3 separate regions of the Mus musculus genome follow, and regions 2 and 3 are each linked to region 1. The links are chromatin contacts, called in public promoter capture Hi-C maps. All regions are on one chromosome and are shown on one strand. The core of a region is the stretch at or near the end of the contact, and the rest is flanking DNA. Distances in the headings are between cores, read along the strand shown. Region 1 holds the start of Fndc8 (fibronectin type III domain containing 8). Region 2 has its middle 35 kb from the start of Ccl1. Region 3 holds the start of Gas2l2 (growth arrest-specific 2 like 2).

What was found. Promoter capture Hi-C pulls out the DNA fragments that hold promoters and counts their contacts.
Region 2: a promoter capture Hi-C map of the HPC-7 cell line shows a contact between it and region 1, with 10 times the contacts expected there. The contact joins the enhancer-like site here to the promoter of Fndc8 in region 1. A contact is called at or near these places in 19 of 39 promoter capture datasets (the 3T3-L1 cell line, 3T3-L1-derived adipocytes, the C10 cell line and 11 more), 8 of 484 Hi-C or Micro-C datasets (B cells, CD4 T cells, CD8 T cells and 5 more), 8 of 115 datasets of contacts at active chromatin or transcription factors (T-cell acute lymphoblastic leukemia, embryonic basal ganglia, embryonic forebrain and 5 more) and 2 of 9 other capture datasets (macrophages and pancreatic islet).
Region 3: a contact with region 1 is called in a promoter capture Hi-C map of embryonic stem cells, with 2.8 times the contacts expected there. The contact joins the promoter of Gas2l2 here to the promoter of Fndc8 in region 1. A contact is called at or near these places in 14 of 39 promoter capture datasets (3T3-L1-derived adipocytes, the C10 cell line, the HPC-7 cell line and 7 more), 1 of 15 datasets of contacts at CTCF or cohesin (embryonic stem cells), 5 of 484 Hi-C or Micro-C datasets (the Ba/F3 cell line, the N1E-115 cell line, embryonic stem cells and 1 more), 2 of 115 datasets of contacts at active chromatin or transcription factors (embryonic stem cells and stem cell-derived neural progenitor cells) and 1 of 9 other capture datasets (liver).

The regions. Positions count from the first base shown.
Region 1 is chr11:82,889,990-82,894,294 of GRCm38.p6, forward strand. It overlaps Fndc8 (fibronectin type III domain containing 8), which reads left to right and starts at 2,156. Exons shown (of 4, transcript NM_030224.1): 1 at 2,156-2,411. The coding sequence starts at 2,206. It overlaps Rad51d (RAD51 paralog D), which reads right to left and starts at 635. Exons shown (of 10, transcript NM_011235.4): 1 at 349-635; 2 at 1-42. The coding sequence starts at 430.
Region 2 is chr11:82,212,256-82,216,560 of GRCm38.p6, forward strand. No RefSeq gene overlaps it. Among named protein-coding and RNA genes, the nearest start is that of Ccl1, 35 kb to the left of the region's middle. Within about 2 kb of position 2,271, at least 33 of the 459 cell types and tissues checked have an H3K27ac peak or open chromatin away from gene starts, as enhancers often do. A contact at or near this core is called in CD8 T cells, the HPC-7 cell line, the MNK3 cell line and 1 more, where this site is marked.
Region 3 is chr11:83,426,990-83,431,294 of GRCm38.p6, forward strand. Gas2l2 (growth arrest-specific 2 like 2) reads right to left here and starts at 2,532. Exons shown (of 6, transcript NM_001013759.2): 1 at 2,055-2,532; 2 at 266-507. The coding sequence starts at 2,439.

The sequences.
Region 1 (4,305 bases), core at 906-3,405:
TCTGGGCTACTTCCTCCAAGTCAGCAGCTGCCAGGTCTGCCACTGGAAAGAGAGCAGGTGCAGGTGATTGGCAGCAGGAATGGCTTAGCCTTGCCACATTTGCCTTTTGCTCTGTTGTCAAACGGGATTAAGGTCTTATTCTACTACCTATCTCGAGCACGCAGGCCCTGATGCAGGACCGACCCCGCAAAGGGCCCAGCACTCAGTAAAATCCTCTGCCTCGGCTCCTGCGAACCCAGCTTCCTCAGAAAGTCAGAGGAAGAGTGCGGCCATCCTGTTAGAGCAAAAGGCCCCGTATGTGTACCACGACCACGGTGCCGACCCCCGGGGTAGTGCCCATGAGGTCACCTGTTTTTATCTTTCGGCCTCTGAGAAGCTGGACGGTCTCCTCGGTGAGGCCCGGGCACAGCCCTGCCCTGAGCATGCCCATAGTCCCTACAAACCCAGGATGCCCTGGGGGCTCTCTGTCACTTGGGCGCTCGCCGAGTCCCCCACTCTGGGCATTCCTCAGTTCTACTTAGGGAAAAGGTCCTGGCGTGCCAGCGCGGGACGAAGGGGCGGGAAGAGGATGCAAGTCGAGGTGAGGGACACTAACCCTTCCCAACTCGCAAGACTCTAGGCGCCCTAGGCCCGCCCCCTCCGGCCGACGCTTCCGGGTTCCGGGACTGGAGCGTCTTTTGTAGGCCAGGCCTGCAGCGCCATCTGCTGACCATGAGGGCAAACACAGAGGCTTTGCGACTCGCGCCAGCCACCTGCAAGCACACCTAGAGCTTACATACATGCACAGAGACACAAGCACACACACCGACACACACACACACACACACACACACACACACACACACACACACACACACACACACACACACACACACACACACACACACACATTTTGTGTGTCCAGCGAGTCTTCCAACGAGTCTCTTGTGTATACCAGCCTCTATTTGCAAAGCTAGGGGACACTCACTCTACCTAACTCAATATTTACAGAGTGAAGCATCCCTGACTTCTAGTAGCATTCTTGTTAGGAAGACAATGAAAGTGGATCAATTCAGATCATTACAGATTGTATGATCAAGCTGAGATCCAGCGAAGTTCACAGAGAGTACCTGTGTCCCTATATTTTCCAAATTTATCAAGTTCTATCTTACGTATATAGATGTTTTGCCTGCATGGATGTCTATGCAATCCTGGCATGCCTGGTACCCAAGGCAGCCAGAGAGAGGGTCAGATCCCTTGGACTGGAGTTACAGATGGTTAAGAGCCACCATGTGGGTACTGGTCTTCTGGGAGAGCAGTCAGTGCTCTTAACCACTTAGCCATTTGTCTAGCCCAACATTTTCCAGAGGTTTTAATGGAAGTAGGGAAATGCTTGAGTATATAAAATACTATTTTGATTTTTTTAACCACATCTAGTGGAAGAAATAAAGCAGTTTTACAAAACCCACGAGTGAGGTTCTATTTCTGCCTGTATTTTGTAGTTGAAGGAATTTGGGCTCAGTAAGATTGTTATTCTTTGATTTATACAGATAGGAAGCACAGAACTGAATCTCCAGTCCATATCCAGCTGCAGGGCTCATTTTTAGAAATATCTCCTCATGTTCACCATTGTCTCTCAATCTTTCAAGGTGTTTGGAATCCTGGCCCTGAAACCAGCTACTCTGTGAGCTACAACCCACAGTAAGCTTTCACTGTGCCTGCGTTACTGGCTATGGTGGGATTTGCTGCTTAGATCCCAGGATAGAGAGCCTTAGAAGTATCAGTAGGCAAAGGCCTTCTCTTCAAAGTCTGGTTGGCTCAGGCCAAGTGGTGTTCTCTGTGCCACTAGCCTGCTACCCCTTCCTGGACAGCTCTAAAGAGGCACAGGCAATTAAGCCTTTTGAAGTCCTCAGAAGAGGACCGAGTAGTTGTGACCACAAACGTGACCTAGAGAGGGTCATGTGTGCTGGAAGGGGCCATCAAGTTTCTTTCTTGGCTCAAGCCCACCCCTAACCCAGGCGTTTGGTCTGTCCAGCTGCACAGCAAACTTCCTATCAAGGGGAGGCTGGCCCCCCGATTGTTACACTCTGTGATGATTGTGAAGTCAGAGCACTGCAAACCTTCTCACCCAAATGAAGGGTGAGACCTTTGCCTCAGTTTTTCTCTGCTTCCTGCCAGCTGGTTGTCCTGGAGGGTGGTGGCAACCCTGCGCCCCACCCACACCAGATGGCGACGGTATTCTGTAAAGTGGGGGGTGGAGAGGAGGCTGTACCGAAGAAGGAAGCCCTCAATGTTATCAATGTGATTGACCAACTGCCAAAGCCCTGTCCAAATCCTAAGTTTATTAACCGGTCCATGGCTACCAAAGGCCTCCTGCTCCCGTCAAGACGCAGCTTGGCCAGCTTCTCAGAGGAAGAAAACACCGATGTCATGTAAGACACGATTTGGGGTCCTCATTTCTAAGGCTGGAGAAGCTTTGCAGCCCACTGTGGTGGGTCCTTCAGGGAAGAACATATCAGGAGGTTCCCCATGCACCCGCCCTGAGCCCCACATCAGTTTTGAGAGGATGTGGGTTCCCCATTCTAGCTGACCTTCCTGGACTAGCCAGGGGGTGCTTCCTATTCTGCTTGCCACTCTCTGCTACCCCTGTCTTCTCTCCCTCATTTCTCTCACTTTAATGCCCCACCTGCCTTCCAGCTGAGGTTCACTGGTCTGCTAAGTCAGTCTGAATTTTCTCTGCTTCATACCACAAAACTCTCTGCTTCCTGGTGAGAAATATGACCCAGCATCAAGTTGGGGGATGCAGAGGTGGGAAACATGGTCCCTGCCTCCAAAAAAAATGTCACGCCTGGTGCCAGTGGTGTCAGAGGTGGGGGGCATCAGACAATAAAGGAGATACAGTACAGCCTGGTAAATGCCGTCACAGGGCAGCTTGAGAAACCAAGGGCTTGGGATAGCTTGGGATATGGTGCAAAAAAGGGAGACTTCTTAGAGGAAGATTTCCAGGGAAACGGTGTGCAGGGTGACTACTGAGGAAATAGTACAATCTCATTGAAGTGACCCGTGAGTGGGCCCTGGGCTTAATCTAATGTTCTGTTAGCACTGTCTTGAGCTACTATGTGGATGCTGGGAATTGAACTCTGTCTTCTACAAGAACAGCCAGTGCGTGCTCTTAACCACTGAGTCATCTCTCCAGCCCCAGACATGAAATCTTTTTTTGTTTGTTTGTTTGTTTGTTTTCGAGACAGGGTTTCTCTGTGTAGCCCTGGCTGTCCTGGAACTCACTCTGTAGACCAGGATGGTCTCAAACTCAGAAATCTGCTTGTCTCTGTCTCCCAAGTGCTGGGATTAAAGGTGTGTGCCACCACCGCCCATCGAAATCTTTTATAATTGCTTTTTTTTTTTTTTTTTTTTTTTTGCTGGGCAGTGGTGACACATGCCTTTAGTCCCAGCACTTGGGAGGCAGAGGCAAGCAGATTTCTGAGTTCGAGGCCAGCCTGGTCTACAGAGTGAGTTCCAGGACAGCCAGGGCTACACAGAGAAACCCTGTCTCAAAACAAACAAACGAACAAAAAAAAACCAAACAAACAAACAAAAATTTGTTTTAGGTATGTGAGTACACTGTCACTGTCTTCAGATACTCCAGAAGAGAACATCAGATCCTGTTCCAGATGGTTGTGAGCCACCATGTGGTTGCTGGGAATTGAACTCAGGACCTTTAGAAGAGCAGTCAGTGCTCTGAACTGCTGAGCCATTTCTCCAGATCCTGTAATTCATTTTTTTAAATTTATTTTTATTTCATATGCATTGGCCTTTTGTCTGCAGGCATATCTGTGTGATGGTGTTGGGTTCTTCAGAACTGGAGTTACAGGCAGGTGTGAGCTGCGATGTGGGTGCTGGGAATTGAACCCAGGTCTTCTGGAACAGAACTGATATTCTTAAGTGCTGAGCCAGCTCTTCAGCTCCAGTTTATAATTTCTTTTTAAAAAGGTTTCATACACCAGGCAGTGATGGTGCATGCCTTTAATCCCAGCACTTGGGAGGCAGAGGCAGGCAGATTTCTGAGTTCTGAGGCCAGCTGGTCTACAGAGTGAGTTCCAGGACAGCCAGGACTACACAGAGAAACCCTGTCTCGAAAAAAAAAAAACAAAAACAAAACAAAACCAAAAGCAAAACAACAAACAACAAAACAACAACAACAATAACAAAACCAACCAACCAAACAAAAAGTTTCATACTTAATTTTTACTGGGATCCACAGACTGTGTGCTGGTTAGAGAGAAATGTGTCCATTCTAGGTCACCATTAGCTATTGTGACCTGACTA
Region 2 (4,305 bases), core at 1,021-3,520, 680 kb before region 1:
GCTGGGCCTGGGTGCTGTCCTGAACCATTGGATAGCGTGGTTAGGGGCCCTGGCTTTGTCCTGAATGGGAGGCAGCCCTGCACAACAGACCTAGCACACAAGGGGACATTTTAGACATCTGACCTTTCTCGCCTGTCACAGCCTTGGGAACAATTCACAGTGGCACTGGAGGAACAGGCATTCCCCAGAGCTAAATAAGAATAAGACAGATGTCCTGTGAGAGGCTCAGAAAAGCAGGTGGGAGGAGTGGCTCACTCTCTCTTCTTACCCCATTCCTTTGCCTGAAACAGTTAAGACCTAGCGTGAGACTTGTATTATTGGCTGTTTCTGCTTCCTGGAGACACTCCGTAAATGTATTGCTTGCTATGCACTGACTTTGCTGGGATTAAAACAAGTGCCTCTGGCCTCTCACCAGCACCACCGCCTCAAAGGGGAGACAGTATTTCCAGGAAAAAGAAGCTCACAGTCAAAATATTAAGATAATTATAGAACTCACACATTTCAATAGAAAAGTTTCTTTCAACTTCATTGATGTCTGGGAAACCGAACACTATAGGGTAGAAAGAAAGGGGTCCTTGACTAGTATTGGGAAAACATCTTGTGTCACATGCCTAGAAGTGTCACATAAGCCATTTTGCTCAGGTCTCACGTCTGTCCTTTCCCAGGAGTTGTCACCGCATTCTACAAGCAGGAAGCTGAGGCTAAGTCACATGAGTGTCCAAAATACCCAAAGTGTGAGGGATTTTAACCCGGACCTGGGCTCTGTAGAGGGACCGTCAAAGTCTCTTCCTGATTGTAGGAATGTGCCCAAGTCCCTTTGCTTCTCTGATTTTCAACGTTCTCTTTTGCTTAGCTTGAATAACAATTATCTCCAAGTCTCAGGAGGCTGTGAGGGCATTGTAAGTGCACATGGTAACCACAGACACTGGGGGCTTATTTGAATCATTTTTGTCTGGATGCTCTTTTTAACTGCTAGACACTCCTTTTTAACTGTTCTGTTCTTTTAGTAAAATGTGGTCACTTTTTCCTTCCCACATGGTGCAGGAGCAAACCATTTATATCACAGCTTTTGCTTTTGAAATAGGAAAGGTCTACCCACATGGTCTAGAAAGGAAGAAATGATCAGGGCCTGGAATCGAATTCTGATCTTTAGCAGAGAGATCAAAAGGAGAGTGGGCTTCTTTGCATGGTTCAGTTCTCTAGATGTTCTGAAGGACTCAGGAGCTGACATAGGAAGACCCCTACCCTGAGACTCGATCTCATCTAGAAAGAATCGCAAGCAACAGTTGGAATGTTAAGTAGAAAGTGTGTTTTTCTAACTAACTGAACAGCAATAGGATGAGATATCATAGAATTCTGAAGACCTACCAATATGAAGGCATGCTGGCTGGGGAAATAGCTCAGTTGGTAAAGTGCTTCTCATGAAAGCAAAGGGAGCGGGGTTCAACCCCAGCATCCATTCAAGAAGCTAGGTGTGATAGTGCATACTTAGAATCTCAGCACTGGAGAGGTAGAGACAAGACAGAGGGTGCCTGGGGTTTTCTGGCCTGCCAACCCAGCTCCAGGTCCCAGTGAGAGACCTCATCTCAAAAAACAAGATGGGTGGCTCTGAAGGAACAATGTGAAAAGCTGCTATCTGGCCTGTACACACACACACACACACACACACACACACACACACACACACACACGGACCCACCAACAATAATAATATATTATAATAAATAGTAATAAAGGCATGAATAACACACACACATACACAGCATTTGTGAAATGCTGGCTTTATACACAACAATAAAGAGACCACAAAGCAGTTGCATGAGGCCTTGACAGCCATAAGTCTGTATAATCAAAGATAGGGAGAGCCAGGGAACTGGGCTGACGCTAAGGGACTGTGGGCAGCTTTGAGACTTTCTCTGAAGCTATAGTCTTTCAAAAGAAAAGGAAATATTGAGAGTAGAACCATTTTCTGCATTTATATTTTTTTTAAAAAATCACATCATGAAAATCTCTTGTTCTTCTGTAGAAAATGAATCTAAAAGTCTTAGAGAGATGCACCTTGCCTATACCAAAGTACAGAAGACCATGCATAGCCACGTAAACTTCCAGGAAGGGGAAGCCCTTGCTAATTAGGAACTGTGCAATGATTGACAGGAGAAAGGACCTATGTTGTGCCAAATATTATATAGCTGGCTTCCCATGCTGTCTTTATAAAGTAGGTGACACGTCATCCACTTTCGCAGATAAGGAAATGAGGCTCAGAGATACAAACTGACATCCAGGCATCATCACATAGCTGGTGGGTGTGGCTGCCACCTCCCCACTTTCTGATGGTTACCACTGATAGCCACAGTCAGACACAAGATTGGTGGCTTCTGAGGGTTTCCTTTCTCTGTCAGTCTCACACTCCTCCTCTGTACAAGGGGGCGGGGAGACCCTCTCTTCCCCTTATGAGGTGCAACTCCCTCCCTCTACCCAGGCCAAGATCAGCACTGTGTCGCATCTGAGCCACAGCCTCTGGCATGTGCTGGGTGGGAGGAAAAGATGAGCAAAAAGAGACAAGAATTTCCCAGTCTCCCCTGCCTGTGCCCCTGTGACACAGAGACTCCGAGCTGGCATAAAGGGGCCCCAGCACAGGCTGTCAGTTAACTTTCCTTGGCTTTGGTGGAAATGGCATTCCAGTCAAAGGCTCTGTTGTTTGCGATTGATAACTGACTAATGATATCAATGGAATCTTTAAAGGAAGGAAGCAGATGATAGCTAAGAAGATATCCACAGTAATAACGCAATGGGAGTGTCCTCCGAAGCCTGTGTCAACGGCTGGCAGCGAAGGAAAATATGTTAAGTAGATGGAAGAGTGATAGTTACCCTGGGATCCAGCTGCACTGTCTTGGTGCTAACACTAGCCTTTCTGAATCTCTGGGCCACCTGCTGACTGTAGCAGCTCCCTCTCCATCCCAGGACCCCTCCCCAAATGTGCTGGTCAGTTTTAATTGTCAACTGGCATCTGGCAAGAGCAAAGTCTCTGAAATTTCCCAGATCAGACTGGCCTGTCTGTGAGAGATGGTCTTGATTTATGATTGATGAGAGAGAACCCACCCCAGGGTAGTCAATGCCAGACCCAGGCAGGTAGGCACGGTTTCTTCTTCAGTTTCTACTTGAGCTCCTGCCCTGACTGACTTCCCTCCGTGATGGGGCTGTGACTTGGAAGTATAAAGCAAATAAATTCTTTCCTGATCTCAATTGCTTTTGGTCCAAGTGACTTGCCCAGGAACAACAGACAGGAAGTTAGAGCATTCTATACACTGCCATACCACCACTGACCCATTTCATCAGCCACCAGATCCTGATTCCCAGTGTCATTAAATCCCCTTCTTGGCTGCTTCTCTACCCTGGAGGTTACCTTGATTAGGAAGCATCAGAATGACTGGGATCAGAGGCTCAGCCCCAGGCTGCTTGAACCACGGACACCATTCCCTGACTCCCATTAGTCAGTCTCTGCAGACCACCATGAAGATGCTGTGGGCTGAGTCTTCCTTGCCCAAAATGCTTGAGGTCAGAAGCGTTTCAGGCCTCAGGGTTTTAGATTTTGTTTTTGTTTTATTTTAGGAGTAGGGGTTGTGGGTTTTAGAATATTTGCACACACACTGAGATATTAGGTCTGGGACCCAAGTGTTTCACATTTAGCATAGTCATAGGGTTGGTTTATGTCATCTTCTCAGTGTGTTGTTATGTATTGTTGATTATTTTGTTTCTTGGGGCAGGTTCTCAATGATGGAGCCCAGACTGGCCTTTTACTTCTGACCTTCCCATCTAAGCTCCCAGAGTTCTTCAGAGGCCTTTGTAGGTATGCTCTACTATGGCACTGGGTACCTCTGTTTTGTCTATGACCCAACTACATGAGGTCAGGTATAGAATCCTCCACTTGGCTTCATGTCAATGCTCAAACAATTTTAGCTTTGGGATTTTCCCACTTGAGAGCCTAGGGTTAGGCTCTGCCTGAGAGAATAATTGTGAAAACCTGTTAGGTAATACAAATATTTAATACAAAATCCCACTGATCAGCCCCTGCTCCTGGGCCCAACTTCTCTTCCCAGAGCTGGCAGAGACCCCATCTGTACGCAAGTTTTCTCTTTCACTCAGGGTGCCTGACAAAAGGAGTCTAATGATCAGAACACACGCCCCTACCAACCAGCCACTGGGATGCTGTCCTTTCCTACCACAGGGCTGCACTGTGTGCTGAGGATTACTGACCACCCAGGTGGCGGTACAGTACATCCTGGACAGTCATTTAATCTAGGATGA
Region 3 (4,305 bases), core at 1,282-3,781, 540 kb after region 1:
TGGTGAAGGGAAGATCAGAAAGGTTAAATGATTTGCCCGAAGCCATATGGTGGTTGTTAGCTGGTAGCGAAGATACCGTGTTCTCGGCACCCAGTCCTCGGGGCCAAATGAGAGGTGCAGTGTTGAACTGGTGCAAAGGCGGTAAGCAGCAGTAGCGGCTGTTACATGTGGTTAGGGGTGGGGCTCAGAGTGGAGCAGGGCGTGGAGACTGGGAAAGAGGAAGGCAGGGCACATGTTCGGCCTGAGGCGTGGCTGGGCACCTCACCATCTGGTCCAGGTTGTGGAAGTGGCAAGGCCTGCGGGCAGGGGGTATGGGCGGTGGTGGGTCGGGCGATGGCAAGGCCAGGTCGCGCCGCAGCTCCTCATCAATTTCCTCTTCCAGATGCACCAGGGCGGGCGCCGCCACACCGAAGCGCCAAGCGCGGCGACCCAGCTCCAGCAGACACAGTACCACGCTCTTCACGTTCTTGCGGAGCACTAGGTCCTCTGTCTCGAACATCAGCACCTCTGGTGTGGGACAAAGGAGAGCAGGGGACACGGGTGGCTTGAGTACCCCTCTGGAACCCATCCCAAGGCAGGGGTAGCGGGCACAGGAGGGCGGCTCGGGTCTCAGCATCTCAGGTTGAGGAAGCTCTTAGAAGGAAGGGATCCACACAAGGCAGCCAGGCTAACTGCAGGAGCAGGTGAGTATTTGGAGCCTAGCTGATCCTAGGACCAAAGGAAACCGCTCCTTATCCCGCTCTCCCTCCCGTGATCCACTTAACCAATGAGAAGATCCCAGGAGCAGAAAGCAGTTTCTCTGTTAGCCATCTTCCGGACACCCTAAACTTAGCTCTAGATAACCAGGCTAGCTTGACTATAGACTTTGACTACCTGACCCTATAGGGCTCAGTCCAGGAATCTCCTGTGGCTATGTGACCCCCAAGCTAGTTCCAGAGCTCCGGTGTTCATCTGAAAAATGTGGGTGTGGTCTATCTCAACTGAAAGCAGCAGTTGTTTGTGGGTATGGTCCTGGGAATGGAACCCAAGGCCGTACATAAGCTGTAACATAAGCTACATCCTTAGCTTTGATTAACCTTTGATCCAGCCCCTTGCCTCCTTCTACCAGCCCGGAGTCCAAACTTGACCCTTTCCCTGTCTCCTCCCACTTACTTTTGGCCTGGAGAATTGTGCAATCACACCTAATCCCATTCCTGGGTTCAAGGCCAAAAGCTGTCACTCTCTGAGCCCTGAGAGTCCCTGCAGGACTATGCCTTTCCCTATAGACCTCCCGCCTTGAGCTTCCTTCCCATCCTTTTAGTCAAGTCAACCTGTGGGTCACAACCCCTGGAAGGTCACCTATCAGATATCCTGCATATCAGATATGTACATTATAATTTATAACAACAGCAAAATTACAGCTATGAAATAGTAGTGAAAATAAGTTTATGGTTGGGGGTCACCACAAGATGAGGATCTGTATTAAAGGGTCTCAGCATTAGGAAGGTCGAGAACCACTGTTTCGGTCCTTCCTGCTCGATGGCCAGCCCATCCCAGTTATCCACCTACCTTGTGCTTTGCCACTGCTCCCTGACTAATTAATCTCCTCTCCCAAACTTCTCTCTTTGGTTCAAATCTCCTCCCTCTTGTTGCCCTTGCTGGTGCCCACTACTGTGTCATCAGACTGATCATTGTCATTCTAGATCCCATATTGTATATTGTATACCTTTGAAACACACATCTCCCTGGGCTGTAATCTCTTAATCTACTTAGCTGTCTGCCTTCCTAGACCATGCATTCCTGGGCCCTCGGGCCCTATTCTCCTCAGTTCTAAGAACCTAGCATGCACTGGAAACAGAAGAGGCAATGCATGGATTTCATCATTGGTGGATATCTACTGGTCATCAGTGTGTATTTACTAAGGATTTACTGTGAGGTGGAGAACCTGATGCTTCTCTAAGCTACTGCACGGAAAATCTACAATACCTCAACTCCTGTCCCCCAGGTCTAACTTAGCTTAAGCCTCTGAGTGATTCGTGCCCCTGTAATATAAAGGTCTGAGATCGTTGCGTTACCTTGGATCCCCATCTCCTTGCGACACCACTGGATGAAGTTGGAGATGTTGTCCCTGGCCTGGAAGGTACCCGGCTGAGCAGCCCCATTGCAGAAAACTCCAGCCTGGGGCATGGGAATCTTTTGAGCTCGCTCAGGTGCCTCAGCCAGGAAGGCCAGAGCAGCCTCCGTGACAGTGTTGGCATGCCGGCACAACACCAGGCCAGTCTCCAGCACCCGCAGGAAGTTGTCTGCATCGATGTCCAGCCCGTACAGATCCCGAAGCCACTCAGCCAGGTCTTCCTTCATGGCCTCCAGGTACTGCTCGCTGGACTTGAAGGGCCGGATGCTGCGCACAGGAGGTCCTGGGGTCCTGGGTCTCCTCCCATGTCCCACATGCTGAGACATGACTGGAACTCAAGTGTGGGAGGAAGTAACAACCTCCTGTCCCCCCACTGTTGTCTCTTTACTTCTGCTACCTGCTAGTCAAGGTCCTGGCCCAGTTCTCCTTGATTCAATGGGTCCCCCTCTACCCTCTGAGAGCCCAGGGGCTCTGCGGCTTGCTATGGGCTTCAGCCTCTGGGCCAGGCCCAGCCCCCACTGCCCACATTCCTCAATCCCTGCCTGAACTTTTCTTTGGTGGCTTGCAGCGACCTCACTCTCAGCTGCCTAGTCCCAGAGTTCAGCGCTTCTGGGACTGGTGAAAGTTGAGGGTACTCCTCTCTTCCCAGGGCAGGTCATCTACTGCCTCCGGACCGCCACCATCACCGTCACCGTCCAGGGAGCCAGAACAAGCAAGTAGGCTCTGGCCCGCTGCTCTGCTCTGCTCAGCTTTCCTTCCTCTCCTTGGAGACGCCGCTGCTACAAACACTCCTTGTTAACCCTTCCTTCCTTCCAGCAGCCTGTGTGCCTGAGCACAGGGAGCCGGCCAGAGAGGGTGGGACTGGGTTCTCTCTCAGTTGACTCCTTGTGGGGGACTTGAGGGGAAGCTGAGGGAGACGTTCCGGGGCTGGGGCTTAAGGATGGGCGAGCCCTGGAAATGAGTGAGCGCGGAAGAGACACAGCAATAGAGCCCAAAGACGGGAGTTTTGCCCTATATTCCTCTGGAGGTGGCATGCAAGCCCCGATCTCTCTGTGCCTAGTTTGTCAACTGTCAAATGGGAAGGACAATGTCTGTCCTTCTAGGGTAAGGAACAAGGGAATAGTGTGTGTATGTGTGTGTGAAAACATCAGAATACCCAGCCTGGGTGAACCCCGGCTCTCACGGGCTCTCCCAGCAACCCTGTCTGAACACCGTGATTCCCATCTGCTCTGGAGAACTTGATTCATCCGTGTGATTCTTCTAGAACAAGCTCACCCCATGGTCACAGCAATGCATTCATTCAACAACGATTTCTTCTCTCTTTTCCTCTCTCCTCCTCCTCCTTTTTTCCCTCCTTCTATGTTTTTTTGTTTGTCTGTTTGTTTGTTTTTTTGTTTTTTTTTTTTTTTGGGTTGGGGGGGACAGTGTTTCTCTGTGTAGCCCTGGCTGTCCTGGAACTCACTCTGTAGACCAGGCTGGCCTCGAACTCAGAGATCTGATCACCTCTGCCTCCAAAGTGATGAAATTAAAGGCACACCCCACCATCGCCTGGCTAACAAAGAGTTCTTAAGCCTCTACTATGTACCAGATGCTATCATGGAGCTTAGAATACAGCAACAAACAAAACCATCACTGCCTGAACTCATGGAGGCTACATATATGTTACATGTATGTTACTGGGTGATGGGTGGTAGATGAACAAAGAAGTCTGGTTCAGAATGCTGGCACACCCCCATAATCTCAGTAACTGGGAAGTTGAGGCAGGAGGATTGAGGGTTCAAGGCCAGCCTACATAGCAAACTCAAGTCCAGATTGGCATGCATGGTAAGACTCTGCCTCAATAATCAAGACAAAACAAATAACAACAGAATAAATGTGTAGTCAATCAGGCAGTGATAAATACCAGGGGGATACAGGAGACGAGAACGGTGGCTTTAGAGGAGGTGACACCATCTATAAAGGAAAGCCTTGGTGACAAGGTGTCACCTGGACAGAGACCTGAGGGAGTGAGGACATGACCCCTCATGAGGAAGAAAAGCCACCAGTGCTGAGGCTTGGAGGCAGGAGCATGCTTGGTATGTTCTAAGAATAGCTGTGCTAAAAAAAAGAAAGAAAGAAAGAATCCCAAAAGGAGGGGGCTGGAGAGATGGTTCTCGGCAGTTAGGAGGGATTGCTGCTTCTCCAGAGGGCCT